Regions from separate parts of the Mus musculus genome. Here all the other regions are linked to region 3. Evidence: chromatin contacts called from public Hi-C and promoter capture Hi-C data. All regions are on one chromosome and are shown on one strand. Each heading gives the region's core, a stretch centred on a gene start, on an enhancer-like site or on the middle of the called end of the contact. The rest is flanking DNA. Distances are from core to core; before and after follow the strand shown. Region 1 holds the start of Wdfy2 (WD repeat and FYVE domain containing 2). Region 2 holds the start of 4931440J10Rik (RIKEN cDNA 4931440J10 gene). Region 3 holds the start of Kpna3 (karyopherin (importin) alpha 3). Region 4 holds the start of Ctsb (cathepsin B). Region 5 holds the start of Setdb2 (SET domain, bifurcated 2). Region 6 holds the start of Fdft1 (farnesyl diphosphate farnesyl transferase 1). Region 7 holds the start of 2700070H01Rik (RIKEN cDNA 2700070H01 gene).

Region 1 (3,967 bases), core at 522-3,021, 1.4 Mb before region 3:
TGGGAATCAGACGTTTCTAAACTAATAGCATGGAGCTGAGGTCTGGACAACCTTTCTCCTCCTCCTCCGATTGAGTTTAATGAACTAAAGAATTGCTTACAAATCGGGAATCAATCTCATCTCTAGTAATGGAAAGGGGAAGTTATCAACATATTCCTTCAATATATTTTATAGAAAATATTCCAGAAAGATAATCCTTTGATGACAAATTTTAAGCCCAGAAACAGTCTAATGCAGTCTAAGCATGTTGCACCAAAGGAAAAAATTAAACACTGTCATAAGACTTCTTTATGAATCTCTAACGGCTCCCACATCCACGTCACTCAGTTTCTTCAGTTCTTCCTGGACTGACTGCCATTAGCATATGTTCGCAATGTTTCCCCACAGATCTGCATAGGAAATGAAGTAGGCGCCATGCATATCAAGAATGATGCAGAGGTCGATATGCAATATACACATGCAATACACTCTTCCTTTATATTCAAGAACCTAAGAAACAAATCAAGTAAAAAATGTTTGAATTTACATTAGGTGCTGAAACGATTTTTTTTTAAGTGAGCACTTTTTGCTTTATCTTTGCAATTTTAAGAGTCACAGAATAACTCTACCTCGGCATGATACTAACTTATAATAAGAAAACCTAACTGCCTGTCTGAAGCTAAGAACCCAGACAGTTACATACCTCTGCCACGCTACAACTGATTTTAAAATGCTTGTAGATATTACCCAAATAGTAATTTCAGATATCTTACCCTATCCCCTATATTCAAGCGGCATTCCTCTGGAAATCAAAAACACAGCGCAAAAGGGGAATCCTGAAGGCAGAACCAGAGCTACTTCTGCTAATTAAGCAATCTTGGAAAGGAAGTAGGCAAAGGGAAGGAACTCAAGCAGTTGTCTGCAAAAGTGATCCCTTGCAACTTCCAGTCACTTCCCCTTGAGCTCCAAGACATAAACTTTTAGGAAAGGAAGGCGCCACACGCAGAAGCCCAAAGTTACTCTCTTCACAATTTAATAAGTCCTTGGGTTCGGTGAAAGATGTCCTGGAGATACACAGATTCGGTGAACCGTATAGAAGAAAGAAAATACGTTCCCTTTCTCGTTTGGGTAACCAAACAATGGACCAACTAGCAGCGCCTCCAAATCATCCCGGTGCATGGAGGGTCCTTTAAGCTAAAACACCTGCAAAGCTGGGCGGCTTCTCCCTCTGCCCTTCCCATCCCCAAAACTGGACCAGGTCTGGTGTCTCCTGCACTGTTAACCCAAGGGCCACTCGGACTCCGCCAGGGACCAGTTGCTGAGGCCAAGGCCACCGCGCTGGGAACTGAACCAGTAGGTGCGGTCTACCCTCCCACCAAGCCAGGGCCGGACCTCCGCGCGGCACGGGGACAAGCAGTCAGTACCTGTCCTCCGAGACGCTGATGACACCCTCTTCTTTAGGTACAATCACCGCCATGTTGACCACCTCCTGCGACCCCTCGACCCGCTGCAGCAGGATCGGCTTGCGGGTCAGTGGCTGGGGCTGGATCTCCGCCGCCATCGGAGGGGGCGCGCCCGGGGAGCAGCCGAACGCGCCGGGGGACTTGGCTGAAGAGAACGCTCAGGCTTGCGCTCAGGATCGGGCTGCGAAGCGGAGCGGGCCTTTGGGAGCCAGCGACCATAGCCCTGCCGCCTGTCCAGGGAATGTGCCCGCTCTGGCTTCCAAAACCAACACCGCCGCCACACTAGCCGCAAGCCGGCGCCACCTAAGAGAGTAGGGGGCGGGGAGCAGGGGGCGGGGCGGGGCGGGGCCCTGTCGCAAGGCGGCCAACCCACTTCCGGAGGATGGGCACTAGCAGCCAATGCGCGTGCGTCAGTCCAGGAGCCACTTCCGCCCCGCCGCCCGTAAGTAACCGAGGCCCGCAGTGCTGTCAGGACGCATGCGCCCCGCAGTCCTTTACTTTCCCTTCCACACCCAAAGCTTTGTCCCCTCCCTCATAAAAAAAAAAATCTGTGAATGCGCGTGCCCAGAGCCCCACCCTCTCCAGACTCTGGGGGCGGGGAAAAGCCTACGTCAGCCGCACCGGAAAAGCGCCTGCAGGAAGGATAGAGGCTAAACTAGTTGGGACGTGAGTGTGCATGCGCGCAGATGACTCACCGCTAAGTTTTAACAATAACACACCGGAGAGGGCGCTGTGCTGTCGGCCGTAGAGAAACGGCTCTTGCCAGCACCGCGTGGACTCTTGGGGGTTGTAGTTTCCTCCATCCTCGACGTCCTTGTTCTAGAAAGCAGTAACGCCCACTTCTCAGCCCAGGAGAGATGTGGGCAAACGAAACTCTGCGCCTTCTGTGGGTTATTGCCCAAGTCAGAGGCAGAAATAGTGTAGTATCTAAGAGGGAGAACTAAAGAGCAAGCCCTGCTGAGCAAGACTTCTCTCGGGGTCACACTGCCACCGGTTTTAGTGAGATATGAGGGTAGAGGAAGAAGAGACTCTCATACAAGCTTCTTTGAGGGAGTTTAGAGATCATGGTATCAATCTTCTCTTTGTATTATGAATAAAGGACTCACACTTGAACCTAAGTCTTTTTGTCCAGTCTTGTTTCCAATCCCTAGCAATTGAACATTTTTGCTTTTCCAGTGACAACGGACAGTTAATAAATACAATCACAATATAATATAGAATGACTGTAATAAGGAGAATAAAATGTTGACTGGGCTATGGGGAAATTGGAACTCCTTTACAATTCAGGTGGGGATGTAAAACAGTCTCTTTTGGGGGGGGGGGAATGTAGTATTGCTTCAAAGGATAAACATTGCTACTGTCAGGTCCAAAAGAAACGGTGGGGTACTAGATATCTGTGATTTCCATTAGCATAGCAAAGCAAGGCGAACCTTGAAAGCAAAATGCTAAATGAAAGGAACTAATCATAGAGGACCGTTTATTTTATGATTCCACTTACGTGAAATAATCAGACTAGTGTTTGTACAGAATTGAGAGAGAAAGGAATAAAGCAGTCAGAAGGCTGTCTTCCGTTCATGTATGTCTGTTCGCCAGGTGTGTGCCTGGATCCCTGGAACTGGAGTTATGGAAAGTTGTGAGCTCTAAGTGGGTGCTGTGAGTCAAATGTAGTTCTGGAAGAGTGTCCAGTTCTCTTAACTGCTAAGTCATCTCTACAGGCCCAAGAGAACTATTTTTTCTTTATTTTATAGTGTGTTTGTGTTTGTGTGTGTGTGTGTGTGTGTGTGTGTGTGTGTGTGTGTGTGTGCCTGAGTGCCAATATGTGTACCGCATGTGTGCGGGAGCCCAGCAAGGTCAGAAGAAGTGGACCCCCTGAAACTGTATTTACAACCTATTGTGAGCTACAATATGGGTGCTTGGATTTAAACCCAGGTCCTCTAACAAGTAATCTTAGTTGCTAAACCATCTTTTATAACCTACTACCAAGGCTATTTTTTTTTAAATAAACGTCTTTTTCTTTTAAAGATTTATTTACTTATTATATGTAAGTACACTGTAGCTATCTTCAGACAGACCAGAAGAGGGCATCCGATCTCACCACAGATAATTGTGAGCCACCATGTGGTTTCTGGGATTTGAACTCAGGACCTTCAGAAGAGCAGTCAGTGCTCTTAACCGCTGAGCCATCTCTCCAGCCCCCAAGGCTATTTTTAATAACTGGATTAAAATGACTTCTTTTAGATCAACTTCTCAGTCTTTGATGGCCAATTATGAAAGGGTGTCTGTCAGACAAAGAAAGCCAGGGTCACAGGAGACTCCACAAACCATTTTAGTAACAAACAGTATGTATTTTTTTTCTGGCACATTCCACAAGCAAAACTGGTAATAAAAGACTGGGTGGGCCGGGCAGTGGTGGCACACACCTTTGATCCCAGCACTTGGGAGGCAGAGGCAGGCGGATTTCTGAGTTCAAGACCAGCCTGGTCTACAGAGTGAGTTCCAGGACAGGGCTACACAAAGAAACTCTG
Region 2 (3,879 bases), core at 1,293-3,792, 1.3 Mb before region 3:
GGCTGGTACCTCTGCCTAGCTGTGACTATCAGCAAAGCTTTCTTCACATTTTTAGTGCCCTGATTTTTCTCTTCTCTTTTTTCTTTTCACTAGCAGCTGCTGTTGCTTCTTTAACTCATATTGGGCTCATACTATTCCACAATACACAGGAAGTAGACATTATTATGGCCTGTTTTCAGACAGGCAGGACTCACACACATTTGAGAGGCCATGGCCAGAAGGGAGACGAATTCTCTGAAAATTATGCACTAACACGGAAAGAAAAATGTCAGAGCTGCAAAAACAACTCTGTATTGTCACTGATCTCTTATTAGGATCTTCTTGAGATCTGAAGTCTTAAGCAACAAACACAAACCTTGGAAACTATTCCTATCACCCTCCATTTAAGGGATTGTTTTTTTCTTCCCGAATTACAATAATCATTTTCTGATTTTCAACGTTTTTATATTTTCTTCGAATACTGCAAACTCTTTGAAGACAGGGACCACAATTCATATATTAATTTCTACCAGCCCCAGGCATAACTAGCCTGCAGCACATCCTGGTTGTTATTTAATCAGTTAATAGTCTTACTCTCTAATAAACTCATGCCTGTACTATGGTTTATTCCCATAGAACAGTATGCTACTATTTACTGATAATAAGTTAAACAACGTTCTGAGGCTTTTGTTTTTGAAATATTAGGAAAAGCCCAAACAACAAAGCCTGATTTTAAAAAAGCGCCACAAGCATGTCACTACAGATGCCCAGCAGGCCAGAATTTCAGCAGAGAAAATCCGGAAATGCAGGGCCAGTGGGAGAAGCCCTACAAATACCGACTCTTAAAAGGCCTCAATGTTCCGAATTCAACTCATATTTCAGGCAGCGGGTCTTGCAGTTTCCCAACTACATTTGAGAACAATTCTCCGGACTTGCAGGTGCAGACTGAAGACTTAATATGACAGGGGTTGAGAATGTTTTCCGACACAACACTGGCAAAGACTTGAGAGGCGGGTTTCCCAGGAACCTATCTATTCTCTGGGTCACCTGCGCAACGTGGTCATCCCTTTTCACTTTTAAAACGAGGGCAGTGGATTAGGATTTGGAAGGCCCCCCTTTCATTTCTTAATCTAGTCTAGTGCCTTAACACGATTTGAAGAGAGAACTAGGTTGGAGAGGACAGTTGCTTTACTAGTCCACATCTGAGTTCCGCTTCGGGTTTGCAGGGTTGGGTGAGGCACTCCAGGGCTGGCTTCCTTTTCGGTGGATCCTCTGACCGGCTAGAGCCGGAGCCGAAAGACCGGCGGGGATTAATACCAGGTCATAAACAACCTCTCACTTCCCCTCCCCCGCCCCCTCCGGGCCGCCCCAAGGCCCGGCCTGCTGCAGCCGCGTGGGCCTGCGCGCTCCCGTATTCTTCGTCCGTTCACCCTTCTTGGCCCTGCGTTCTCAAATCGCGACGCAGGGCCCTCACCCACAGGTTGGGGGCGGCTTCCACTTCCCTTCTCCCGACCCTGTCACCGCGCACAGCCAAAAGGCCGGCCGCCTTGACACACACGCCTAGGGCCGCTGCCCGCCCTCCGCGCGCCGACGCAGTCCCCGCCCCAACCCGCGGTGCTTCCGCGGCCTGTCCCCGCCCCTTCCCGAAGCCCGCCTCCCGGCTGCGGGCTTCGGGCCGCCCGCCGCCCCTTGCGCGCTGGCTCTAGCGTGCACCCGCTGCCCCGCCTCCGCGCGTGCTCAATAACTGTCCTCTCGGTCGGCCTGCAGGCTTCCCCCGCCCCTGAGCTGTTTGAATATGCTAATGAGGCTGTAAGGACCAGCCAATAGGGCAGTGGGCCTGTGGATCACATGACCCGAGTACGTGTCAGGGGCGGAGCCTACGTAGCCCCTGCCCGAGTTAAAACCGGAGTGTGAGAGAGAAAAGCGCTTCAGTAGCGAGAGGGGCTGAGAAAGTGGTGACACCGCTGGGGTGCGGAGGGAGTCTCTCAAACTTCTCTCAACAGCCCCAGGGCCAATCTCCCCTCAGCCCACTCCCCTCTTCGCCAGATCCCTGGTCCCCACTCCCTGCACTGGGGGTGGGGTGGGGAACTGGGCCCGTCTCCCGCGGGGACACACACAGGGTCCGGGAGTGGGGACGGGACCCCCAGGCCGGGGGGGACGGACGGACAGACGGCCGCGCGGCCGCCCCAGCGGGCAGGCAGGCCGGAGGCGGGGGTACGGCCGGGAGGACCTGGGCTGGGGAGTTTCCTCTCAACTATCGGGGGAGAAACTCCCCATAGCTGGTGTTTTCCTCCCGGGGGCCGCGTTCCCCGCCCCGCGTATCGGCGGTTGCCGCCGCCGCCGCCGGTGCTTCCACCTCTGCCATCTCTTCACCACCTCGGGCCCCGGTGTCCCCGGCCAGCACTATGCCCATCTTACTGTTCCTGATAGACACGTCTGCCTCTATGAACCAGCGCAGCCATCTGGGCACCACCTACCTGGACACGGCCAAAGGCGCGGTAGAGACCTTCATGAAGGTACCGACTAACCCAGCCCCGGTGGTGACCCGGACCCGGTGGCCCGCGGGGGGCAGGGCGGGGGGCAGCGGGTTTACTGCGGGCTCCGCGGGCGCGGGGACCCCTCCCCCACCGCGCGGGCGGGCGGGCGCTGGGAGCGGGCTCTGCTGGGCCTGGCCCATGTGGGGCTGCTGTGGGTGCGGGGGGCGGCGGAGGGACGGCCCTGCGTGTGCGGTACTGTGGGGGCGGCCAGCGACCCTTCTGCGACTGGTAACCTCGCCTCTGTGTTTCCCTCTCTCCCGCCCGTCCCCACCCTGGCCCGCAGCTCCGTGCCCGGGACCCTGCCAGCAGAGGAGACAGGTATATGCTGGTCACTTTCGAAGAGCCGCCCTATGCTATCAAGGTAACAGCCCTCGCCCTCCCCCTCCCTTCCCTGATCCTGCCTAGCTCGCCCTCCCCGCCCCCTCTTCATTATGCTCCCCTCCCCCACGGCCGCTCCCGCCTCCAGGTCCCTTCCCCGCGGCCTCCCACCCCTCCCCAGCCCGGGAGCGTCAGCGAGGTGGCAGTTTCTGGCCCACCGCCGTCCCCTCCGGGTCCTGCTCGGCCTGGCGGCGGAGGCGCTACGATCAACATGGCCGACATTTCCCCTCCGCGGCGTGAGCGGCAGCAATGAACTGTGGGGGATATTTATTCAAGTTAGCCCGAGTGACAGCGGGGCCCAGCCTTGCCTAGCCCGGGTTTGCATTAAAAGGGAATCAGCCAAAGCTGGCAGGGAAGCCTGGAGGGGGGCTTCGAGACTTGGTCATCACAGAGTGGAACTAGGAAGGCCACCGATCGGTGGGACAGCTGTGGTCAACTTAAGAAGTCCTGCTGCCATCTGCCTCCCACTAGCACCGTCGCAACACCCGTCCCTTGCACACAATTTGGAGGATGTTATGTTAGCAAATTTCCCAGTGAAGTTATTAAAGTATTAAGACGGTTGTTAACTTAACAAAAGGTGTAGGGCAAGCAGGTTCATTCTTGGCCACCTTTGGAAGAGTTTCCTCACCAGAGACAACAGTTATAACACATTCCCCAAGCCATATCAAGCAAAAGTGAAGTTAAATATGCAAACCTGAAATGGAATACCTACTTGGTGGACATCACATTGTAATCGGTGTCCATGTGTGTACATGACTTCAAATGATAAAAAAAAAAATCTTACATCTTTCTTTTCAGGCTGGATGGAAAGAAAACCATGCAACGTTTATGAATGAACTGAAAAACCTTCAGGCAGAAGGACTTACGACTCTTGGCCAATCCCTAAGGACAGCTTTTGATTTGTTAAATTTAAATAGATTAGTAACTGGCATAGACAACTATGGGCAGGTAGGTTGAATACTAAGGTAGAAAAGAGTTGTTTTTA
Region 3 (4,071 bases), core at 660-3,159:
CCACTGAACACTGAGCCATTATCCTTATGCCAAGTGACAGGTGAGGTTTTTTATGTACTTTTTTGTTTTGTTTTGTCTCCTTCAAATGAGTGGTCAGACCAGAATCACTGAGGGCTTGAAGTCCAGTGAAAAATGTGGACGAATTTTATTTTAAGAATGAAAGAAAAAGAAAGGAAAAGGGGGTGTGGTGTGGTGGGGTTGAAGTGGGTAAGGAGTACAATTAAAATAGTTAAAACAAACAAACAAACAAACAAAAAATAAAATAAAATACGGAGACTAAAATGCAGGTTTATGTTTTTTTTTTTTTGTTTTCGTTTTTTTTTTTCCCCGAGAAAACACTTCTGGCATTAGTAGACCATACTCCAGTAGGGCAAACATGGTCTAAATCCTTTTCTGTACTTATCAATTGACCATAACCAGCCACTCACAAAACACATTTGGGTGATAGCTTGGTCTTTCAGCTGCCAGCTCTTGACTTTCAGGTTCCTCTTCTTCTGAAGATTGTCTTAACTGAGTTCTTTATGGTATATTTCTACCAAACTCTGACCTGGCTTATTTTGATCGTATGTAGCATAACACTTCACATAAGCTTATATTGGCAGAAGATTCTTGTGGTGGTTTGAATAGGAATGGCCTCCTAGCCTCATGTGTTTGATTGCTTGGCCCATAGGGAGTGGCAGTATTAGGAGGAAATATGACACTATGGGGTGGGCATTGGGTCTCCTATGCTCAAGCTAGGTCCCTCCTGGGGCACAGTCCCTTTCTGCTGCCTGCGGACCAAGATGTAGAACTCGCAGCTCCTTCTCTAGCACTGTCTGCCTGCATACCTCCAAGCTTCCTGCCATGATGATAATAGACTGAACCTCTGAACTGTAAACCAGCTCCAATGAAATGTTTTCCTTTATAAGAGTTGCCATGATCATGGTGTCTCTTTACAGCAATAGAAACCCTAATTAAGACAATTCTGAAATGTAATAGTCTCAGATAATAATCAAATAAAGTCCACCTGCTGTAAAAACAAAAGCAAAACAAAAAACAAAACAACCAACCAACCCAAATCAACCAAAACCTGTTATTGTTCCAATGAGAAGCTAAAGGGAGATGGCAGTCTGGAGTCTGCAGCCCTAGGGTCTGATTAACTGCCTGAAGGTTACATTGTGTGTTAAGGTGGACTAAGGCATGGGGTCATAGAAAGGTAGGGCTGCCAAAGTGAAGGCTGCACAAGGATGCTTGGAGAAATCAGGGGATACTAGAACACATTTTCTTTTTTAATGAGAATTTACTAGTTACTGTTTTGATCTGACAGATTTTTGAGACCAACAATGTCTCTGTTCTCATTGAGTTTAATAGAGGTGCAAGAAGCAAGCATAAACACACACATCACACTCACATGTATTTGTGGAGTGGAAACAAGCGTGCTATTTATAAAACCGAAGCAGAGCAAAAGAACAGGGTTTGAGGGTGGCTGCTATTTGAGGAGACCCTAAAGAAGCCAAAAGCGCAAAGCACGCGTGGCCGTTCTTTTTCTAATTTTCCAAGCTGTAGGGAGCAAGGTGCGCCCCCGAAGCTCCGCCTCTCTCTCCCGATAGGCCGCAAGGTGCCATCTCCAGAGTTTCCCCGCCCACCACCCCGCCCAGAGGTGGGGCTTCGAGCCCGCGCTCAGAGAGCGCCGAGCCGAAAGCGCGCGCACAGCCCTCCCGGCATGCTTCTCGTCCTCTCACGGCGTGGCTCAGACCCGCGCCTGGCATGCTGGGAACTGTAGTTTCCGCCCTCCGCCCCGCTTCAGCGGTGGCGGTAAAAGCGACTAGGTCGGGCTCCATTTCTAGCACATGACTAGCGGCTGTGGGGAGGCCCTACGAAGGGGTGAGGGCAGGGTCACCGCGACAGCCGGCAGGCCAGCGCCCTGGCCTTCTCCGGCGCGCGCCTCTCCTCAGCGCCGCCCCCGCGCCGCGGCCACCTCGCGCTCCAGGCGTCACGGAGCGCGCGCTCCTCCCCCTTCGTCCCCTCCCGCTCGACTCGCCGCCGCCGCCGCAGGAGCAGACGCCTCCGGAGCCGCGCGCAGCCATGGCCGAGAACCCCGGCTTGGAGAACCACCGCATCAAGAGCTTCAAGAACAAGGGCCGCGATGTGGAGGCGAGTGTGCTCCGGGGCCGGCCGGGCCGGGCGGCTGGGAGGGGAGGGGCGGGGGCCGCGGCCGCTGGCTCTCGCCGGCTGGCGGTCAGTCGGAGTTGGCCGCCGCCTCGGGGCGCCGCGGCCCGGGCAGCAGCCGCCCTCTGAGCGACTAGCGCGGCACCTGGGACCACTGAGCGCTCGGCCCCGCTGCGCGGGCGCGGCCTGGCGTCGGAGGGGAAGGGATGTGGAGCCGAGGCGGGGTCCGCGGGCCGCGCGGGAGGACGGACCGGGATGCTGCCGGCCCGCGTGCCACCCGCACCGCCGGGGCCGGGCCGCGCCGCCGCTCGTGTCCGCAGCCGGTGCAGCCTCCCGCGCTGCCGCACATGGAGCCTCGGTCCCCGCGCTTACCTTGTGCGAGCCGGGCCCAGGCGGGCGGTGGCAGCCCTCAGAGGGGGGTGGGGACCAGCCGGGTAACTGACTTGTTTGAGGGTGGTGGATGGGGGAGGGTAGGATGCGCCAAGACCATTTTCTTATATTCCAGTGCGGTCCTTTGGACCAGTCTTCCCGAGCTGTTGCAGCTCATACCCCTGTGACTGCTGGCATTTAGAGCGAGCTAAAGGTGGACAATAGTTTACCATCTATTGTGTTGAAGCTTTGGGAAGGAGGTTGTGCAGACCTCTGATCTTGGGTTTTTTTTTTTGTTTGTTTGTTGTGTTTTGTTTTTTGTTTTTTTAAAGCTCGTCTTGGAGTCGAAGTGTGAATAATAGGAAAATAATTTCTTTCACCTGTTTTGCAGAAATAAATTGGATACATAAGATTCCTACGTCCTTGTATATACCACATGCCACCAAGCTAGTAGATTTTCCAAGTGGTTGCAAAACTGTAAACATTCATTGTGGTCACTCAGTTTGCTGCTACTCAGCATGTTGCCATTGTCTCATTAAGGTGACATTAGCAGCTACTATTTGCAAACTCTGCTTATTGAGGTAGCGCTAGAGGTCTCACTGCTCCTACTAAAACCAATGAAGTGTAATAGCACAAACTTCACTGGGACCCAACCTCTGGATTTGATGGGGGAAATAGTTTTAAGCCCATCCCCTTTTCTCTATTCTAATAGTAGGGAATATGATTTGTATAGTCCAATAGTTTTTGGTAAGAGGCTAGTTAGTAAATACAGGGTTTGGTTTGGCTAAGAAGCAGAGGAAGCTGGGCCATTTTTCAGGGCTACACAGTTAAGTGTGAATTGGAAAAAACCTGGGGGAATATCTGTGGAATTCCCACTTGAGTGAGACTATAGGCCTTCCATCTCTGTCCTGATCACGTGTAAGTTTCTTTTTGAAAATTACTTCCAAACAAAAGTGAAACCTAGCAAATGGAACAGCCATCAGTCTTTTTTTTTTTTTTTTTTTTGATAAGACTTAGTTTTGATCTCTTTTTACCAGTAATTTTTCTGTGTGTGTGTGTAGTCTCATCTCTCTTGCCTTTTGTTTGTTTTCTTTTTGAGACAGGGCCTTACTGCATGGCAGGCTGGTTAAGCACAGAGAATAAATCCTGCCTTGATCTCCCAAGTGCTGGGATTACAGGCATGGGCCACCACACCCTGGCCCACCAGTAATTTTTCTTGAGGCTTTTATTACTGTAAGCAAAAACTTGAATAGTTTATGTGGATACCGGTATTGCTTGTATATTCTTCCCTTCCTGAATGTTGGTGTAAGTTTTTGTCATGATTCACTTGAGTATTGTGTCCTGTTTGTTTACTGATACCTATAAGAACTTCTGCATGTAATAGACCCACAGCAGATAGTTGCTGCTTAGTAGAAGGTAACAAGTGGCTTGTGAATACAGGAAAAAGACAGTAGAGTTGCCAAGCCATTCTGTTTGATTTTATTGACAGCATTTCATTTCCAAGTCAGTACAACTAGGACATGAAATAGGCATTCAAATGGTCATTCTTTGTGG
Region 4 (3,867 bases), core at 732-3,231, 1.7 Mb before region 3:
TCAGTGCGAGGGAGGCAGAACTCCACCCCTAGAACTTCCACCATGTTCAGTGCTGGGTGGAAAATAAGCAACAAAAGGACTCCAGATTGATCCTTCTCCCACCCTTCCGTAGGCAGCTCCTGCAGAGTACCAGAGCAGGGATATGTTAACTAAGCAAAGGCAATAGAGACCTTTGTACACCTCACCTTACCTAGAGGCCCCACCACAACCCTTCACACCAATCATACTCAAGTTCCTGGTTTCCCTTTTGATTTTCAAAAGTTCTACTGCATAGAGTTCCACCTCACACATAGCTAATATTTTCCTTACATCAGTACATCAAAAGTCAGTGGCCAACCGGAGACTCCTATATCTAAAGGTTTCTACCCATACCATAAAAGGGCCGTAGCCTAGAATGCTGAGCCAGCACCTCCAGGGAACAGTTTCAACCTGGAGCCAAGAGCGCCAACCCTCCACTGCCTGACTAGTCTGAAAACATTTAGGCCAACGTCAAGGGGAATGCTGGAAATCTCTGCTGGCACCTGGGCTGGTGAAGCACAGGCGTGGGCCCGGCTCGCCCCACCCCACTAGCAGTCCCGTAGGCCTGGGTCACGTGGCTTTAAAGGAGCAGAGGTCATTTTCCTCCACCTTCTTTTAAGCATGAGTTTTTTTTTTTTTTAAGGAAGGAAGGAGGGATTAAGAAATGAAACCGTTTCCCTCTGTAGTCCCACTGTTGTGGAATCCATTACATAGCCCAGGCTGGTTTCCAATGCACAGCGATTCTCCTGCCTCAGCCTTCCAAGTGCCGTGATTGCCTTGCTCTGGTATGGCTCTGGGGACTCTGGAGTTTTAGGTCACCATGGCCAGAGCCTATGGGAAACAACTGTCCCCTGAACGGCTTCGAACAAAGATGACACCTTCACCAACATTTTGCAAATGCTACTCTGAATCCGGGGACTGCAGACCATACCTCCACAGCAGTCCCTCACAGGAAGCACCTGGAGATCAGTCTTCCCGAGACACTAAAAGGAGTTAAACTTCCCTTTCAATCCCACAATTTATCTCCCTTCCCAAACACGTGAGGGGATCTGGTTAGGTGGAGGTAAGGTGCGGATGGGTTTTAGTCCTTTACTCTTGGGCCCTAGGGGACCAAGTCCAATTTACCTATCTCTTGGTCCGCACGCCCAGCACTCTGGGAGAGGATGCTATCTCTCCCGGCTAGCAGGGCCCTGACTGAAGGAGGCTGTCCTGCAAGTACCTTTCCTCCATCACATTGGCCATTCCCCTCCAGAGAAAGGTTCTGGGAGAGCCCCTATCCTTTAGCTCTGCTTCTCTTCCTGTTTCTCGGTTTAACTCTTCGTGCAGGTTCCACCCCAGCCACCCACTACCAGGTTCCCATTCTCAATAGAACAGGTCTTTTAGGGTGCCAGGCACTGCGTGGGTTTGTGTGTGGAAAAGTTCCCGGGGCAGATTCTTTAGAATAAGCCACAAACCTGCACTAGATGCAGGTCGATACTCGCCCTGAGCACCCCTGAGACTTGCAATCTGCGAGCTGGAAGGGCCAGAGCTGAACCCTTCCCTTTAAGCTCCTCCCTCGGAGCTCCCCGAAGTCCCCACCTCCGCCCTTGAAGTGCGCCAAGGCCACTGGAAAGAAGCCGATCACCGCGGGGTCACCAGGCTCGGCCCTAAAGCGTGAAAGCTGGAGCTCTGCCGGTCTAGCCTGCGGGAGCCTAAGACCGCGATCCGCCAGGGCGAGCAGCATCTAGGGCCGCGGAGGAACCGCGCCTGCGCCCTGGGCAAGTGAAGGGCCTGTCTCCACCACCGCTGCTCAGCCCGCTCCCCCGACCCCAGCCAAAGTGACTTCCGCCATGGAGCCACTGTGCCCCGGGCAAACTCACCGAGCGCAGCGCGACAGCCTGGGCCTGCAGCCACCAAGCCAAACGGAGCCGCTCCTGGCCTCTCCCGTGCACTCCTAAGTACCCGCGCAGCTCCGCCCTCCGCTGGGGGCTGATTCGTCACGTGATGCTTGACCGCGCCCCCGCCCCTGCCGGCCCCTCCCCCTTCATCCCGGGACTCTGCAAGCTGTGTTAAACCCAAAAGAAACTGGTGGTTTGTCTGCTCTCTTTCCATTTCGCACAGAGATGCTCTCCAGGGACCTCTGCAGGTACCCTGCACTGGGAAGATACAACATCTTCGTGACATGCATTCCTCGGGAAGGCCCCGCTGGCTCGGGGACCTGGAAATGTCTGGAGGAGCCTCCTGGCCTTATATTCTGAAGCTCAGACTATAATGGCGTAGAAATACTCAAACCAAGGGAAGCAACCAAAAACTAGAACTGGGCTGGGATTGTAGCCCAGAAGTAGAGCTCTTACTTACCAAGCCCAAGGCCCTGGGTTCGATCCCTAGTTTAAAAAGAAAGAGAGAAACCAAAACCCCATGAATTTTGTCCAAGGCATGTTATGAAATTCAGAACTCCTGCCAGGCCATATGAACCTCCCCCCATCTTGTGTGGTAAGCTAGCCAGTGAGAAGCTGGCTGACCTAGTTGATCTGACAGGTCATAGCATACCCCCACCCCCACCCCAGGGTCGAGCACCCTCAGATCTCTCCAATCCTTAGGTCTATCCTGTAATATAGGAATGGCCTCATGTCAGCATGGTATCTTGTAGCCAGGCTTGTGACGATAAGAAAGGTTTGGATCTAGTGGATTCCAAGGTTCTATTGGTAGGCTCCCAGTTAAGGACAGGAGTGGAAGTGTAGTTACTGAACCCCAGTTAAGTGGAATACAGGAAGAACTCAGAAAACTTGCGGAAAGGCAGGTCCATGGCCATCTGTCCAAGGCCAGCTGTCCCAGCTGCTGACAACAGGTAGAAACTGGCTGCTTATTTTAGGGTAAAAAGTCCAAACAAAAATGAGCAGCCTTTCTTGGCTAAAAGCCCAAAATGTCCTCTGACATGCCCAGAGCCTGGCCCTTGGCAGGAGCTAGAGATGTTTAAGTGTCTAAGCCAAAAGTGTCTCTGGCTGCCAGGAAGGGGGTCTTCAAGTCTTTTCCACAAAGGAGTGACCTTTCCTGGAAGCCATACTGAGGCTGTGACCCAAACTGAAATGACTTCAACACCTGGAATGAAAACTGGACTGACCAGCTAGCTCAACCTTCTTCCTGCCTCCATCCCACTAAAGGCTACAGTCCTATTAACCCCCAGGCTTTGGGGGGCTCCAGGATGGGATCCGACTCCCTCCAGGGACCCCACGGGCTGCTCAAGACCTTTGCCTTCTTTCTCTCCCTTCAGCTCCCTACAGTCCTTCCCACCTTCCTAAAACTCACCTTCTGTGGTCCATGAATTTCCTTCCTCAAAACTGAGAGACAAGAACCCAGAAGTACCTGGCTTGGGCTGACTTCAGTGGTGCTGAAAAAGGCTTCATTTTAAAATGTTAGAATATTCCCATATCACTGCCTGCTCACCCCAGCCTGTCCAGACAGCTGCAGAGTCCAGCCTGCACATCAGTGTTTCATAGATCATCTTCCCCCTGGACACATAGACCGTAGTAAATCCTTCCTTTATAGCGCCTCAGATGAGCTGAGGGCTACACATGCATTATCACAGTGTGTTAATAAAGGAGAGGCTTCTGAAGCGAAACAATGATAAGCAGTCACATGTGAGATAAACCCGTAGTCCTAACACTTGGGAAATTTGGGGGCTATAGGGTCAATCTGAGCTACACAGCACATTCAAATCCAACCTGGGCTACAGGAGACCCTGTCTCAAATGACCAACATACAGGGCTGTGAATATAGTTCAACTGGTAGAGTTATCCTGACTTGTATGCTTAGAGTTCTGGGTTCCATCCCTAGCCCTCCATAAACCTGGCATCGTGGTTCTCACTATGA
Region 5 (4,216 bases), core at 573-3,072, 2.0 Mb after region 3:
AAAGTCAAAAAAAAAAAAAAAAAAAAAAAAGTAAAGTAAGAAAGTCAATTTTTTGTGTGTGCACTGTTTGTGTTTGGTTCTTTCTGTCACAAAATATCCCCCTCCTTTATTGTCAACTCAGCGGAATCACCAATTAACCTTGCGCACAGCTTTAATCCTAGCACTCGGGAGGCAGAGGCAGGTAGATTTCTGAGTTCGAGGCCAGCCTGGTCTACAAAGTGAGTTCCAGGACAGCCAGGGCTACACTGAGAAACCCTGTCTCGAAAAACCAAAAAAAAAAAAAAAACCAACCCACAAAGAACACACACACACACACACACACACACACAAAACAAAAAAACAAACAAACAAACAAAAAAACAAACCAATTAACCTTGAATAACTTAAGTTATTCAACCTTGAAATAAAATAAAAAGTGAAGATACTGGTGTTAAGTTTATCAAAACTGTTATAAGTGAATCACAAAATATTTGTCTCTAACAGGCTAGATTTTCAGATCTGGCAGCTTCTTTCAAATAATAAAAAAAAAAAGAATGCTTTCTACTTCCTTTTCTACTTTTTTTTCCCCAAGAGAAAACTGGAAAGAGGAAAGTACAGTGTCTTGCTCTTCCCAAACTCCAACACCCTCCTTAAATAATACCCTGTTCCATAAAGCCAGCCCGCATAGCATCGCAGACCCAGAAATGTACAAAGCTGTCATGGCTTTCTTGTTTGGTTGGTTTTGACTAGGTGCAGAAAACATATTCGACATGTGTTAAATTTAATGTGAAGCTTCACAATTTCGTTTCCAAAAGTCAACTTTAATTGCATAGATGTATTCATTTGAGTTGTATTGTTTTGGGGTTTGGTTAATTTTGATGTGTTTTTCTTTCTTTTTTTTTTTTGCAAACTTTTTTTTAAAATCAAGTTTATAATGTTAAAAATATGTAAAGAGAAATTTACAAAAAAAAAAAAAAATCAGCACCTTTGAAACTGGGGTAAGGGTGTGGCGCTCCTGTGGCAGAAAGATCCGGTCTGCCTGAGCTACATGTATACCTAGCATGAAGTGAATTTGGAGCATGACAAACACTAGTTTACTTCCCGTTTCTCCTTTTTATTTTATTTTATTTCTCTCTTTTTTTCTAACGTCATTGAATGAATGCTGGCGGCATGCTTATGAATAAAACTACTCTCACACAACCTGCTGTCCATGTATGTCAAAGGATGAACTCTCGAGAAGGGCAAAGGCTCCGCAGTTGGCCCCTGGCAATTGACAAAAAAGAAAAGTTCTCTATCGACCCGGAGGCCAGTGGTCGAGACAGCCCCCTCTCCCTTCCACGACTGGCTTTCCCGTGTTGAATCCTACAGCCAGCCTCCTTTAATCATGACAGGGGTCGGCGGTGGGAATCTTCGCGCCACAAACACTGCTGAGCAACTCTCGGAAACCAAGGGATCAGGGTTAAGACAGGAAAGCAAAGCCTGCGCCAGACTCTAATGACCAGCAAAGCCAAGCCGGGGCCACCGCCACCGCCACCACCACCACGCCTGCCTCCCAAACACAGGGAGGAGACTCCGGGCGGGCGAGAAGAATCCCCTGCTAGTTAAGTCGCCCCTTCACTCCCAACACTCCTGTCACCCCGAGGACTCTCCTTCCACACACACACTCCCAGAGCCGGAAAAGGCTCGCCGCAGCCACACACCTACCGCGGGCAGAGAGCGCTGCGCCACCACTCCAGCGAAGTGCCTCACTTGGCTGCCGAGAACCCGATTGGCCGTAGCAGTCCGCGCGAGACAAACCGAGAGAGTCGCCGACCAATCAGGAGGCCGCGCGCTCCGGCCGGCGCCGCGGGGCCGCGGAAACTGTGTGGAGCTCCCTTGGGGCTGATGTCTCCCCCGCTGAGGTGAAGCCGCCTCGGGACTGCAGACTCTGGTGCGGACAGTGCAAGGCGCGCGGGGTGCCAGGCCGCCTCAACCCGCTGTCTCAGTAGCGGGGGTGGCCGGGGCTCTCAGTCGCGTTTCCCCCACCGTCTTGCGGCGCTCACTTTCGTGGCTGGTGATTTCTGAGTAATTTGGCTATCATGGGCTGTAGACAGCGGAGCACAGACAAGATCTTCAGGACACTGGTCCATTCCACAGGTAAGGTTACACTGGCCATGAACAAATGAAATTATTTATCAGTTGAACTTGATTGGTATCTTCGGAGCGACGGACTGACTCACTACTCAACAGTCCAAGATCAATAAAGTCACTGCAGAAAGGGATATGATTGACAGATCATATGATTGGCATGTAGTAACATGGTTCTTTGCATGTTAGTGAAGAAAACCAAAGTGGAGGATTAATTTATGTTTAGTCTTAGATTTGGTAAACAGACCATTAGCTCTTCCAAATACCCTACCACATACGATAGGATAGGTTTCTATTCTTCACCAGAAGGCGTTTTGCCATTGTTGTGTTGTTTAACATACGAACACGTTAAAAATGTGCCTGACCCTGACTTACGCTCCGATTATGTCATGCCTATCAAAGAACCAACGAGATAGTGGTATCTTAGTTTTTTTAGTTTCTTTTTCCTCCAAGTAAAAAGGAAACTTAGATCTAAATGAAGTTGCCTGTATGTTTGGCCAGATGAAAGTTTGAGACTGGCAAAGAACCAAATTTAAATAAAATTCTCCTGGCAAGCTGGGAGATGGTGGCTGGGGAGGCAGAGACTAGCGGATCTCTTGAGTTCTCTCCGGATTGAGTTCCCGGAAAGCCAGGGTTACCCAGAGAAACGTTGTCTCAAAATACAAAACATACAAACAAATAAAAAGTACACTAACAGTGAAATATTAGTGTTGTCTTTGGAAGATAAGCTTTAAATTTCCTTAACTTTTTTTGGCAATTTTTTTTCTTTTGTAAATTAGCTTCCAAGCTACACTGGTGAGAGCTTTTTCTTTAGTTGCTGTTTGCTATGTGGAAGTCCAGCCTAGTAGACCAGGATGGCTTTGAGCTACTGGTCCTCCTGTCCCCACCTGCCCTTTCCTGAGGTGTCAGGCTGAGTGAGTGTACTGAGGTGGAAGTTACTAGAATCTAAGGTGGAAGGCAGCTTGGCAATGTCTCTTTGTGGCACTTGGATATCTGTAGTATTAATTTTACAGTGGAAAGGTTGCCTGGCTGAAGTACAGTGTATAGCTTATGTTTCCCTTTTAACAGTTTGCATTTCTGGTGAGTCTCATTGCCAATGTGATACATACTTCTTTTTGGCTAACAGATTTTCAAGTTTCTAAGAACATTTTGGTGTTCTGAAGCATATCACAGTTAGTGGTATATGTCAAGCATATTCTGGGCTGGAACCATAGCCCAGTCAGAATACGTGCCTTGTTTGTGCAAAGCCCTGGTTTGGAATCTGAGCACTACATAAGTCCAGTGTGGTGGCACATGCCATTGATCCCAGTGCCTAGGAGGTAGAGGCAAAAGGATCAGAAGTTTAAGGCTATACTCAGTATCATAACCAGTTCAAGGCGAGCCTTTCTCAAAAGGAAAAAGAGAAAAATTGTATTCCACTTGGTACTCAGTGGACAACAGAGTGCTTTCCTGTTTTAAGGAATTCTTGGTCATTATCACCTCATTTCTTTATTTTCCCCATAAATTACTAGGTGTGATTTTCTAGGGTTCTAAGGGGCTTTTCCCATGAGTCTGGTGTGTTATTTTCACCTAATCCGTATATTTGAAGAACATTTCTTATATCCGTGATCCCTAATTGGTTATTTTTCAGAATTGTACCTTTCTTTAGCCCTACAAGGATCCAATATATTCAAATTTATTTTAAAATATTAATTCTCTTAAGCACAATCCCAGCAGTTTAGTGTGCTTGTTACATCTTATCCACAATGCAACCTTCTTCATGTATTTCAGAATTCACATCCCCTTGGGGAGTTTCCTGCCATCCTTTTGTGTTATGATGTTCATTGGCATTATCTTAAGTTTCATTTCCTCATAGAGATCTCGCAGACTATCTGTTGGGAGTTCCCTTTTAGTTTTAAACATGATTGTATACAGTGTTTTAAAGCCTTCTAACATTGCTGGGCAGTGGTGGTGCACGCCTTTAATCTCAGCACTTAGGAGGAAAGAGGCAGGCAGATTTCTGAGTTCAAGGCCAGCCTGATCTATAGAGTGAGTTCCAGGACAGCCAGGCTATATAGGGAAATCCTGTCTTGAAAAACAAAAACAAAACAAAACAAAACAACAAAAAAAG
Region 6 (3,967 bases), core at 385-2,884, 1.7 Mb before region 3:
CATATTCAGTTGTCTCTGCCCTGGAATACACCTTCTAGAACACTGTGACTTCACTGTGTGTGGTGGTGGTGGTGGTGGTGGGGCTTTTTTGATATTTTCTTCTTGTAGTTAAGGACACCAATTCCATTGGAATTAATTTTAAGGCCTGCCCTTGTGGCCTTGTTTATATATAATCCCTATGAAATTCCCATCTCTAAAATTCCCCATTTTAGACTAAAGCTCCAACACAGAAGTTTTCTATAGAAGGACTCAAGCATTGAGGACCAAACTGGCACATTTTAATAATTTTAATATGTTTTTACTAGCATATTCACCATATATAACAATGGGCTGTATTATGACATTTTATAACGTATATAATATATTCTGATCATATTCAACCCCTATTATTCTCTCGTCTTCCCGCCCCCACTCTTCTTGAACTTGTCTTTAAAACTAGTCATTTTTCTTCTTGATCTGTCAGTAGGTTTAATTAGGGTTACTAACAGAAGTATGGGCAACTTACTAGCAGACATACCACTTAAAATCTTTGTCTATCTTTAGGTGATACAAAGGCACCACCGAACTTGATGACCTGAGTTCTATCTCCAGGAGTCAAATGGAAGAAGAGAAATGACTTCCACACATGGTATGTGTGTGATAACACTTATGCTCACATCAAAATATAATAAAAAGGTGTAAGTAGAAATGAAGGCTAATTGGAACAGTAAGAATTATGACTGTAAAGGGGAATGTAATAAAAATACATTATATAAGTGTATGAAGACTTCATAATAAAACTTATGTATCATTTATGCTAGTAACTTTTTAAGTCATTCCACCAGCAACCATCAACTACCAATAGAACTGGGAGGGAGCCCTTCCTCGCTCCTTGCAATCCTTAACTGGGGAGAGCAGGAGGTATTTGTTCCCATCACATCCCTGGGAGGCCCAATCTCGGGCAGATTTTGCAAGCACTACATAAGTCCTGGTTCACGTCAACTAGAACATCGAGAGGTATTAAGAGCTCAGTTCCCTTTGTTTTTGCAGCTTTGAAAATGGGATCCAAGAATCATCGCCATGTCGTCTCACAAAAGACGGGTGGAGAAGTCTGAGAAATACTGTGCGCTGTCCCGCTTGGAGTTTCCCGGGGCTCAGCAAAGCCCCGGTAAACTCGAGCCCCTGTAAACTCCTCGGAGGAAAGCAAGACTGTTTTATCTGTTCTCAAGCCGCGAGGCGCGTTTCCAGTCCCTGCTACCCTTTCACTCTGACTCGGCTTTGCCAGCCAACCCCTTAGGTATATCAAGAGGTGAACTCAGACTGGAGGCCGAGGTCCCTAGGATCGTGCAAAGCTCTCAAGCCTTTCGCGGAACTCCAGAACGTCCACGCATGCGCCTCGCTCGCTGCCAGCCTACGACACGCAGGAACAAAGGCTCTCTGCTGGGTACCAATCGTGTTCGCTGGCTGCTTTCCAGCTCTCCAATCAAATTCTAGGGTGTGGTCATCGCGCCAGGCTCCTCCGGCTTCCGATTGGTTAACGTTTTCCTGGTGCGAGCAGCTCTGGCCAATCAACGTCCGTCAGTCCACTCCGCGCGTCCTAGCCTGGAGGCGCGAGCGGCGCGGCCGGTTGAGGAGGGCGGGAGGTGGGCGGGACGTCCGGCGCTGGCCCCGCCTCCTCGCCCTGCCCACTCCCCGGCGTCTAAACACAGGTGGGAGCGGGAGATCCCGACAGGTGAGCCCCGCGCCCAGCAGTCGCAAGGATGGAGTTCGTCAAGTGTCTAGGCCACCCGGAGGAGTTCTATAACCTGCTGCGATTCCGCATGGGAGGCCGGCGGAATTTTATACCCAAGATGGACCAGGTAAGTCGAGCATCCCTGCTCCCTCGCAGGCCTGTGGCGGCTTCCCGCACAAGAGGTCTCTAGAGGATGGATGGTCTCTGACACCCTGGTCTTCACGGAAGGCGGGATCCCTGCCTGGGTCGCGCACCCCCACTAGGGCCATGTCCCCCCCCCCCCCCCCCCGCCTTTCAAGGTTTCTGTCTGTTCAAGCCATTGCTTTTCTTGGTAGTTTGGCTGCGTATTTTGTTCTTCTAAGCTTGGAGTTATTTTTACCTAAATGGGTGCGTTCCAGAATTGAGATTAAAGAGAACACGGTTGAGAACAATTTTGAGAACATAAGGAACCCTGGAGGAGTTATCGTGCCTATTTTCACTGGAATGAAACTTACTTCGCCCCACCCACTCCTTCCAGTTTTCAGACATCACCTCCCGCATAAGCTTACTCACCTTTCTGCAGCCACTATTTTATTCCTGGGTGCTTCCTACGGTTTTTGTTGTGTCCAAGTTCCTACTAGTTATTGGCTGCCAGAGGCCAGAACATGTTTGTTTTTTTGGTTTTTTTCGTATTTCATTGGTCTGTTCCCTTTCTTAAACGCGTGCTTTTATGATAATACTTACTCTGACAAAAGTATGTAACTGTTGCATGATGACACATCCAGTTAACATCAAAAACTTAAACGTTTCCCCTTCACTGGAAACATCAGGCACTGTATTTTATTTAAAGGTATTCTTAATTGGTGCCCTTGCTTTTCTCATTCAGAATCCTCCCTTTTTTAAGATTTAGCTCTAACAAGTGCTCTCAGCCATTCAGCAGACCCTGGACACCTGTCAGTGATGGGCACTCTGTGGGGTAAAACATGGATAGCAGTGTAATTAAGGGCATAGACAGGGTCCACAAGGAAATGAACGCCAAGAGTAGGTTTCAGGGGAGAAGAAGGTACAGTTGCCAGATTCTTGCACGGATAAGTAATCAGAGCAAGAGCAAGAATCTGCTTTATAATCCAACTTGAGCTCCTGACAGCTCCAGTGACAGGTAGTTCATTCTGACCTGCAAGGTCTCCTTACCTGCCTTCTCTAGCACCCTTTAACTTAGACCCGTGATCCCAGAGCCACTTTCAGATGCAAGATTCTTTATTTCAGTCTCGCAACAACTTCAGGGTTCTCTTAACTCGGTTCTGAATTTTATTTTTTCAAGACAGGGTCTCACTGTGTAAGCCCTGGCTGTCTTGGAACTCACTTTGTAGATCAGGCCAGCCTTGTGACTCAGAGATCCACTTGCCTCTGATCCCCATCTCAGCCTCCTGGCAAATCTGAATTAGAAGCGGCTTGAAAATAATCTTTTCTTCATGTACAGGCCTTTACTGCCTTGAGCAAAGTAGCTTGTCAGAAATGTGTGGGGGTTGGGGATTTAGCTCAGTGGTAGAGCGCTTGCTAGGCAAGTGCAAGGCCCTGGGTTTGGTCCTCAGCTCTGCGGGGGTGGGGGGGGGAGACAAAATAACAAAAAGACAAAAAACAAACAAACAAACAAACACCCAAGGTAACTGGTACACAGAGCGGGGCATGGTGGCACACGCCTTTAATCCCAGCACTTGGGAGGCAGAGGCAGGTGGATTTCTGAGTTCAAGGCCAGCCTGGTCTACAGAGTTTGAGTTCCAGGACAGCCAAGGCTACACAGAGAAACCCTGTCTCAGAAAAATAAAAACAAAACAGAAATGTGTGAAGATGAATTAGTGAACAGACTGCTTTGGGGAAGCTTGTATGTAGCCTTCTAAGGCAGGTAGGTGCCTTTGCCTGAGTATAGCAGAATAGTGACTTTTCCTAAGGGGATTTACAAGAGTAGGAGGGAAAATCACTGCTAGTTAGGATGCAAGTTTAACCTTTGTAGGGTTGCCTGAAGGAAATAGAGCTTTCAAATGCCTCTGTGGCTTTTGTGCATAAATACTTGCTTGGCTCAGTATTAGTAAGATTTCTTTTGAGTGCTGACATGATGCCGTAGGTGGACACTTCCACACCACACTTGACCTTGTACATGTATTTGACATGTCGTTTTCAATATGTTAAAAAGCATTGTAGAAAATTCCCTGTCAGCTGTGTGTATAAGGCATATGTGAAACACAAACAATTGCATGTTTGGACATGGGTCCCACTGCC
Region 7 (4,100 bases), core at 1,281-3,780, 1.6 Mb before region 3:
CATAGGCTCATAGGGAGTGGCACTATTTGAAAGGTTTAGGAGGTGTGTAGGTGTGACCTTGTTGGAGGAAGTATGTCACTGGGGGTGGATTTGGGGGTTTCAAATGCTCAAGCCAGGCCCACTGTCTTTCTCTTCCTGCTGTTTGAGGATCCCGATGTCGAACTCTCAGTTCCTCCAGCACCATTTTGCCTGCATGGTGCCATGATTTCTCGATTCCTGCCATGCTGATAATGGACTGATCCTCTGAGACTGTAAGCCAGCTCCAATTAAATGCTTCTTTTTATTTATTTTATTTTTTGCTTTTTTTATTTTTGAGACAGGGTTTCTCTGTAGAGCCCTGGCTGTTCTGGAGCTCACTTTGTAGACCAGGCTGGCCTCGAACTCAGAAATCCACCTGCCTCTGCCTCTGCCTCCTGAGTGCTGGGATTAAAGGCATGCGCCACCACGCCCAGCAAATGCTTCTTTTTATAAGAGTTGTTGTAGTCATGGGTCTCTCTCTACAGCAATAGGATGATGACTAAAACACCCACTTTTTTTCTTTTTTCTTTCTTTCTTTTTTTTTAGCGTAACCCAAGTCAGCAATTCAAAAAGCAGTTGTGAAAATCTAACATTCTAACACAGTACAACCCCAAGACACATACGGATAGTGGAGGGGAAACATTAAGAGGGTTTCTTTTCCTTGTATTTCTATAAGGGCAGAACACTTAGCATGTACAGTAGTTGTGTGTCCTTGGGCGATTGCTGTTCTCAGCAATCCCTTCCCCAGCAGAGTATGATGGTGGGGGAGGGTAGTACCTGCTGAAGGCAGGATACAGAAGCGAAGCATGGCAAAAATCACAGGAAGCCCCTGTGGGCATTCAGGAGCTGGTAAGAGTGCAGGCTCTGGGGAGTGACAGAGATCCTCCAGGGCCCTTCCTTCTGCCTCAGGTTAGTGTCCGATCATCTATCCCATGGTGCAGAGGCCAACCAATGGTGATCCCTGTGGAGAAGAGACGTCACTGTGCTGGGGTCTCTGCAGACACTGGGGCTGAATGGCTGGGGACTCTGTTTACTTAGGGGAACATCCAAGGTAGCACTTCTTCATCTGCTGCCCTCCAGGGGAGAGAGACCTGATACAGGTCTTCCCTGATGCTGAACAAAATCCACCTCTTGTCTAACGATTACTTTCTCTAGTCCTTTCTCTCCTCCTTCTCTCTTCTTTTTCCACTTTCTCCTCCACCCCGCCCCCCCTCTTTTTAGTCTCAGCTATCCCAGGCTAGCCTGAACTTACTTGATTCCCCTGCCTCCATCTCCTGAGTGCTGGGATTACAGCACTGAGCAGCACCGTTTATGCAGTGCTGAGAATGGAACCCAGGGTTTCCTGTGTGCTAGGCAAGCACTCTACCGATTTAGCCACACCCCTGCTCTCTTCTAATAATAAGGTGCTTGCAATGCATACATAATCACTGTGTATACTAGCCTGGGCAAGGACAGAAAGACCAAAATGGGTCCTGCGATCCAGCATACAGGGATGCCAGCCACCTTTGGGAAGGTCACTGGGCCCCTATTCACACACTCAACAGGAGGTGCAGTCAGACTGACTGGGATAGAGAAGTCAGATGGAGCCGCACACTTTCCGAGGCCACCACCCTGTGGATCTTGATAACTGACCAGGATGACTGATGGCTTCCTCCATGCTGGGCATGATGCACTGATTCAGTTGCCACTTGACTCTTGCAGCCTAGCTTGAAGACAGGACCAGTCATAACCGCCTCTCGTAGGTTACTTGCTGAGGTCTAGAAGTGTTCTAAGACTTTGCTGAAGGTCACATGTTGTGGAAGTCTCGAGAGTCTGCCCCTGGGTAGACAACATCATGAGCACCATCATTAAATGCTGAACCAGATTGGAAAAAGATACTGATATCAAAGCCACCATGTCAGTCACATCATCTGGTGGGACATGGCTGCCACCCCATCACCTATAGGAGGCCTCTACCACACCACTGCAGTGCCAGGGCAGAACAGGGGGTGATGGGGCCCTGGCACAGTTAGAATCCTAGACTTCCATTTCTGGACTGGGTGAAATGACTCTCTTGCACAGAGTAAAGGCACTGTGGACTCTCCAGAATCATCCGTGCAATCAACCAACCAATCAATCAATCAATACAAACCAAAACCATGATAACCACAAAAAGTCAGGTGGTGTATATGTGTGCAACCCTAGCCCCTGGAAGGCAGAGGCAGTGGATCCCTGGGCTTGGTGGCCAGCCAGTGTAGCCTTCTTGCTGAGTTCCAGGCCACTGAGTAGTGTCTAAAACCAAGAATGAATACCTGAGGCTGTTCACAAGCACACACGCATGCAAGCATGCATGCATGCACACATGCATACACAGAGCCTCCTCAGTCCTTCGTTGGCTATTTGTGTGGTGGCTGTCCTTTGTAGTTATGTGTACCCAAGGATAGCACAGAGGGAGACGTCGGGGGGGGGGGGGGGGCTACATGCAGGAGTAGGGCTCACCCAGTATCCAGGACCCAAGAACAAAGCCGAAGCCTCCCTGATTTAAAGGCGGCAGCTGATGCTCCGCAGAACCAGGTCTGTGCCAAAGTAGGCAGAGCCCAGGGCCAGCCTCCTCCCCTCCCGTTGATCCCTCTGCTGGCCTGGAGGGAGGCTGGTGGCTGATAGGAGCTGGTTCCTCAGATGAGGTCATTTGTTTTGGTGCCAGGGGAAGGGAGGTGGTGGAGGCAGGGGCCCTGCTGTCTGCTCTCCGCTTGCTGGCGCCACAGGGTGGACAGCCTGGGTCTTGTCTGGACAGTGCCTCATTCTGAGAATGATGAGAAGAGACTCAGAGGGCAGGGAGTGGCCAGGCAGCCCATGCTTGAGGTCTGGAAGAGAAAATGGGAGCTCAACTGAAAGGCTGGGCTAGCCTCTTTCCTGGTTCTCTCAGGGGTCTGGTGAGCTCTGACTGGACCCTGAACTAGCCTACCACACGCAGAAGGAACAATTATGCTCCCCCGGACATCTGTGCTGCTATTCTGAAACACTTCCAGCATTTGTTGTTATCCTAGGAGGCCTTTCCAGCTCTTTGGGGTTTTCAGAGGCTACCCAGGAAAGCTTGTTAGTTACTTTTTTTTTTTTTTTTTCTGGGATGATGTGACCCACTTCCTAGCTCCACTCACTGATTAAAAGCTCCCAATGTGTCTATGAGGCCCAAGAACTCATTAAGAAATATTGTGGATGACAGGTCTTCTGTGTGCAAGTGGATTGAGGGGCTCTTAAAATGTTTGGGTTCATATACAGGTTCCCAGAGTGTTCTCAACACTTTCTTCATCCTCTTCCTCCTCACTCACCCACCAGAAACAGCCCCTTCCCTGCTTTGGACACAGTGCCATGTTCTTAAAATTCAAGTGAGTGGCAGTCCGTGGGGTTACTGTTGCGCCCAGCTTCTCTTCCCCATTGTTTTGTCTGGGAGGTTGCCTACAATGCTGCGTTGTGAGTAGCAGAAGGTTTTTTTTTAGCTTGGGTGTGTTCCATTTAAAAGCACTCCAATATTGGGCTAGTGAGACAGCTCAGGGTCATCTCTGCGCCACTCCTAGAACCTATGTACAAAGAGAGAAGGGAAGGGAAAAAAAGAAACCAACTCGACAAAGCTGTCTCCTGACCTCCACACATGGGTTGTAGCATGCACATGCACAACACACACACAGACACACGCACATGCATGCACACACCACCCACATTTCACTCGAACATACACACATGCAAATGCACACACACACACACATCATATCTTCATAGAAGTAATCTCAAGGACTTTCTAAAATTAACATTTGAAAGATTTTACTTGAAACTTTTAACCAGCTTCTAAGAATTTATTATTTGTTGTGTTTCTGGTTATTTTCCCTCTTGCCTTTTCCATGGGAAGAACGATTCACTTGATGTAGCCTACTAGTTCCTAAAATGCCATTTGTGCTCTATTTCAGGTAAAATGATGATAAAGCAATCCTATGGCTCCCTCTTTATAATTTCCTATCTCTGATTCATTTTGAGTTTATTCTGGGATAAGGTCTGCATGAGCCACCAGCCTTATTATTTCAGAGCGGCATCCCTAATTAATGAACAAT

What was found. Promoter capture Hi-C pulls out the DNA fragments that hold promoters and counts their contacts. Hi-C and Micro-C count contacts between places; a contact is called where the count stands out from the background.
Region 1: a promoter capture Hi-C map of pre-B cells shows a contact between it and region 3, with 10 times the contacts expected there. The contact joins the promoter of Wdfy2 here to the promoter of Kpna3 in region 3. A contact is called at or near these places in 9 of 39 promoter capture datasets (the C10 cell line, cranial neural crest, embryonic stem cells and 5 more), 4 of 484 Hi-C or Micro-C datasets (CD4 T cells, CD8 T cells, muscle stem cells and 1 more), 4 of 115 datasets of contacts at active chromatin or transcription factors (astrocytes and embryonic stem cells) and 1 of 9 other capture datasets (liver).
Region 2: a promoter capture Hi-C map of pre-B cells shows a contact between it and region 3, with 9 times the contacts expected there. The contact joins the promoter of 4931440J10Rik here to the promoter of Kpna3 in region 3. A contact is called at or near these places in 7 of 39 promoter capture datasets (the C10 cell line, embryonic stem cells, hematopoietic stem and progenitor cells and 3 more), 2 of 484 Hi-C or Micro-C datasets (CD4 T cells and embryonic stem cells) and 3 of 115 datasets of contacts at active chromatin or transcription factors (astrocytes, embryonic forebrain and large pre-B cells).
Region 4: a contact with region 3 is called in a Hi-C map of muscle stem cells, with 2.7 times the contacts expected there. The contact joins the promoter of Ctsb here to the promoter of Kpna3 in region 3. A contact is called at or near these places in 1 of 39 promoter capture datasets (hippocampal neurons), 1 of 484 Hi-C or Micro-C datasets (muscle stem cells) and 1 of 115 datasets of contacts at active chromatin or transcription factors (bone marrow-derived dendritic cells).
Region 5: a contact with region 3 is called in a Hi-C map of pre-B cells, with 5 times the contacts expected there. The contact joins the promoter of Setdb2 here to the promoter of Kpna3 in region 3. A contact is called at or near these places in 1 of 39 promoter capture datasets (pre-B cells) and 1 of 484 Hi-C or Micro-C datasets (pre-B cells).
Region 6: a contact with region 3 is called in a promoter capture Hi-C map of neutrophils, with 7 times the contacts expected there. The contact joins the promoter of Fdft1 here to the promoter of Kpna3 in region 3. A contact is called at or near these places in 4 of 39 promoter capture datasets (liver, neutrophils and pre-B cells) and 1 of 484 Hi-C or Micro-C datasets (CD4 T cells).
Region 7: a contact with region 3 is called in a promoter capture Hi-C map of hippocampal neurons, with 4 times the contacts expected there. The contact joins the promoter of 2700070H01Rik here to the promoter of Kpna3 in region 3. A contact is called at or near these places in 2 of 39 promoter capture datasets (hippocampal neurons and pre-B cells).

The regions. Positions count from the first base shown.
Region 1 is chr14:62,835,494-62,839,460 of GRCm38.p6, reverse strand. Wdfy2 (WD repeat and FYVE domain containing 2) reads right to left here and starts at 1,771. Exons shown (of 12, transcript NM_175546.4): 1 at 1,404-1,771. The coding sequence starts at 1,540. Gm26536 (predicted gene, 26536) reads left to right here and starts at 930. Exons shown (of 2, transcript NR_168886.1): 1 at 930-1,336; 2 at 1,441-2,560. It overlaps Mir8098 (microRNA 8098), which reads right to left and starts at 1,740; the gene lies at 1,604-1,740.
Region 2 is chr14:62,759,164-62,763,042 of GRCm38.p6, reverse strand. It overlaps 4931440J10Rik (RIKEN cDNA 4931440J10 gene), which reads right to left and starts at 2,542. Exons shown (of 7, transcript NR_045503.1): 1 at 2,457-2,542. It overlaps Ints6 (integrator complex subunit 6), which reads left to right and starts at 1,931. Exons shown (of 19, transcript NM_008715.2): 1 at 1,931-2,495; 2 at 2,800-2,877; 3 at 3,693-3,842. The coding sequence starts at 2,385.
Region 3 is chr14:61,437,785-61,441,855 of GRCm38.p6, reverse strand. Kpna3 (karyopherin (importin) alpha 3) reads left to right here and starts at 1,909. Exons shown (of 17, transcript NM_008466.5): 1 at 1,909-2,133. The coding sequence starts at 2,065.
Region 4 is chr14:63,120,576-63,124,442 of GRCm38.p6, reverse strand. Ctsb (cathepsin B) reads right to left here and starts at 1,981. Exons shown (of 10, transcript NM_007798.3): 1 at 1,878-1,981.
Region 5 is chr14:59,438,486-59,442,701 of GRCm38.p6, reverse strand. Setdb2 (SET domain, bifurcated 2) reads left to right here and starts at 1,822. Exons shown (of 14, transcript NM_001320720.1): 1 at 1,822-2,115. It overlaps Gm45935 (predicted gene, 45935), which reads left to right and starts at 1,822. Exons shown (of 24, transcript NM_001320725.1): 1 at 1,822-2,115. It overlaps Cab39l (calcium binding protein 39-like), which reads right to left and starts at 1,739. Exons shown (of 11, transcript NM_026908.4): 1 at 1,684-1,739.
Region 6 is chr14:63,175,554-63,179,520 of GRCm38.p6, reverse strand. It overlaps Fdft1 (farnesyl diphosphate farnesyl transferase 1), which reads left to right and starts at 1,634. Exons shown (of 8, transcript NM_001360211.1): 1 at 1,634-1,838. The coding sequence starts at 1,740.
Region 7 is chr14:63,053,503-63,057,602 of GRCm38.p6, reverse strand. It overlaps 2700070H01Rik (RIKEN cDNA 2700070H01 gene), which reads right to left and starts at 2,530. Exons shown (of 3, transcript NR_046019.1): 1 at 2,497-2,530; 2 at 1,651-1,836; 3 at 1-979.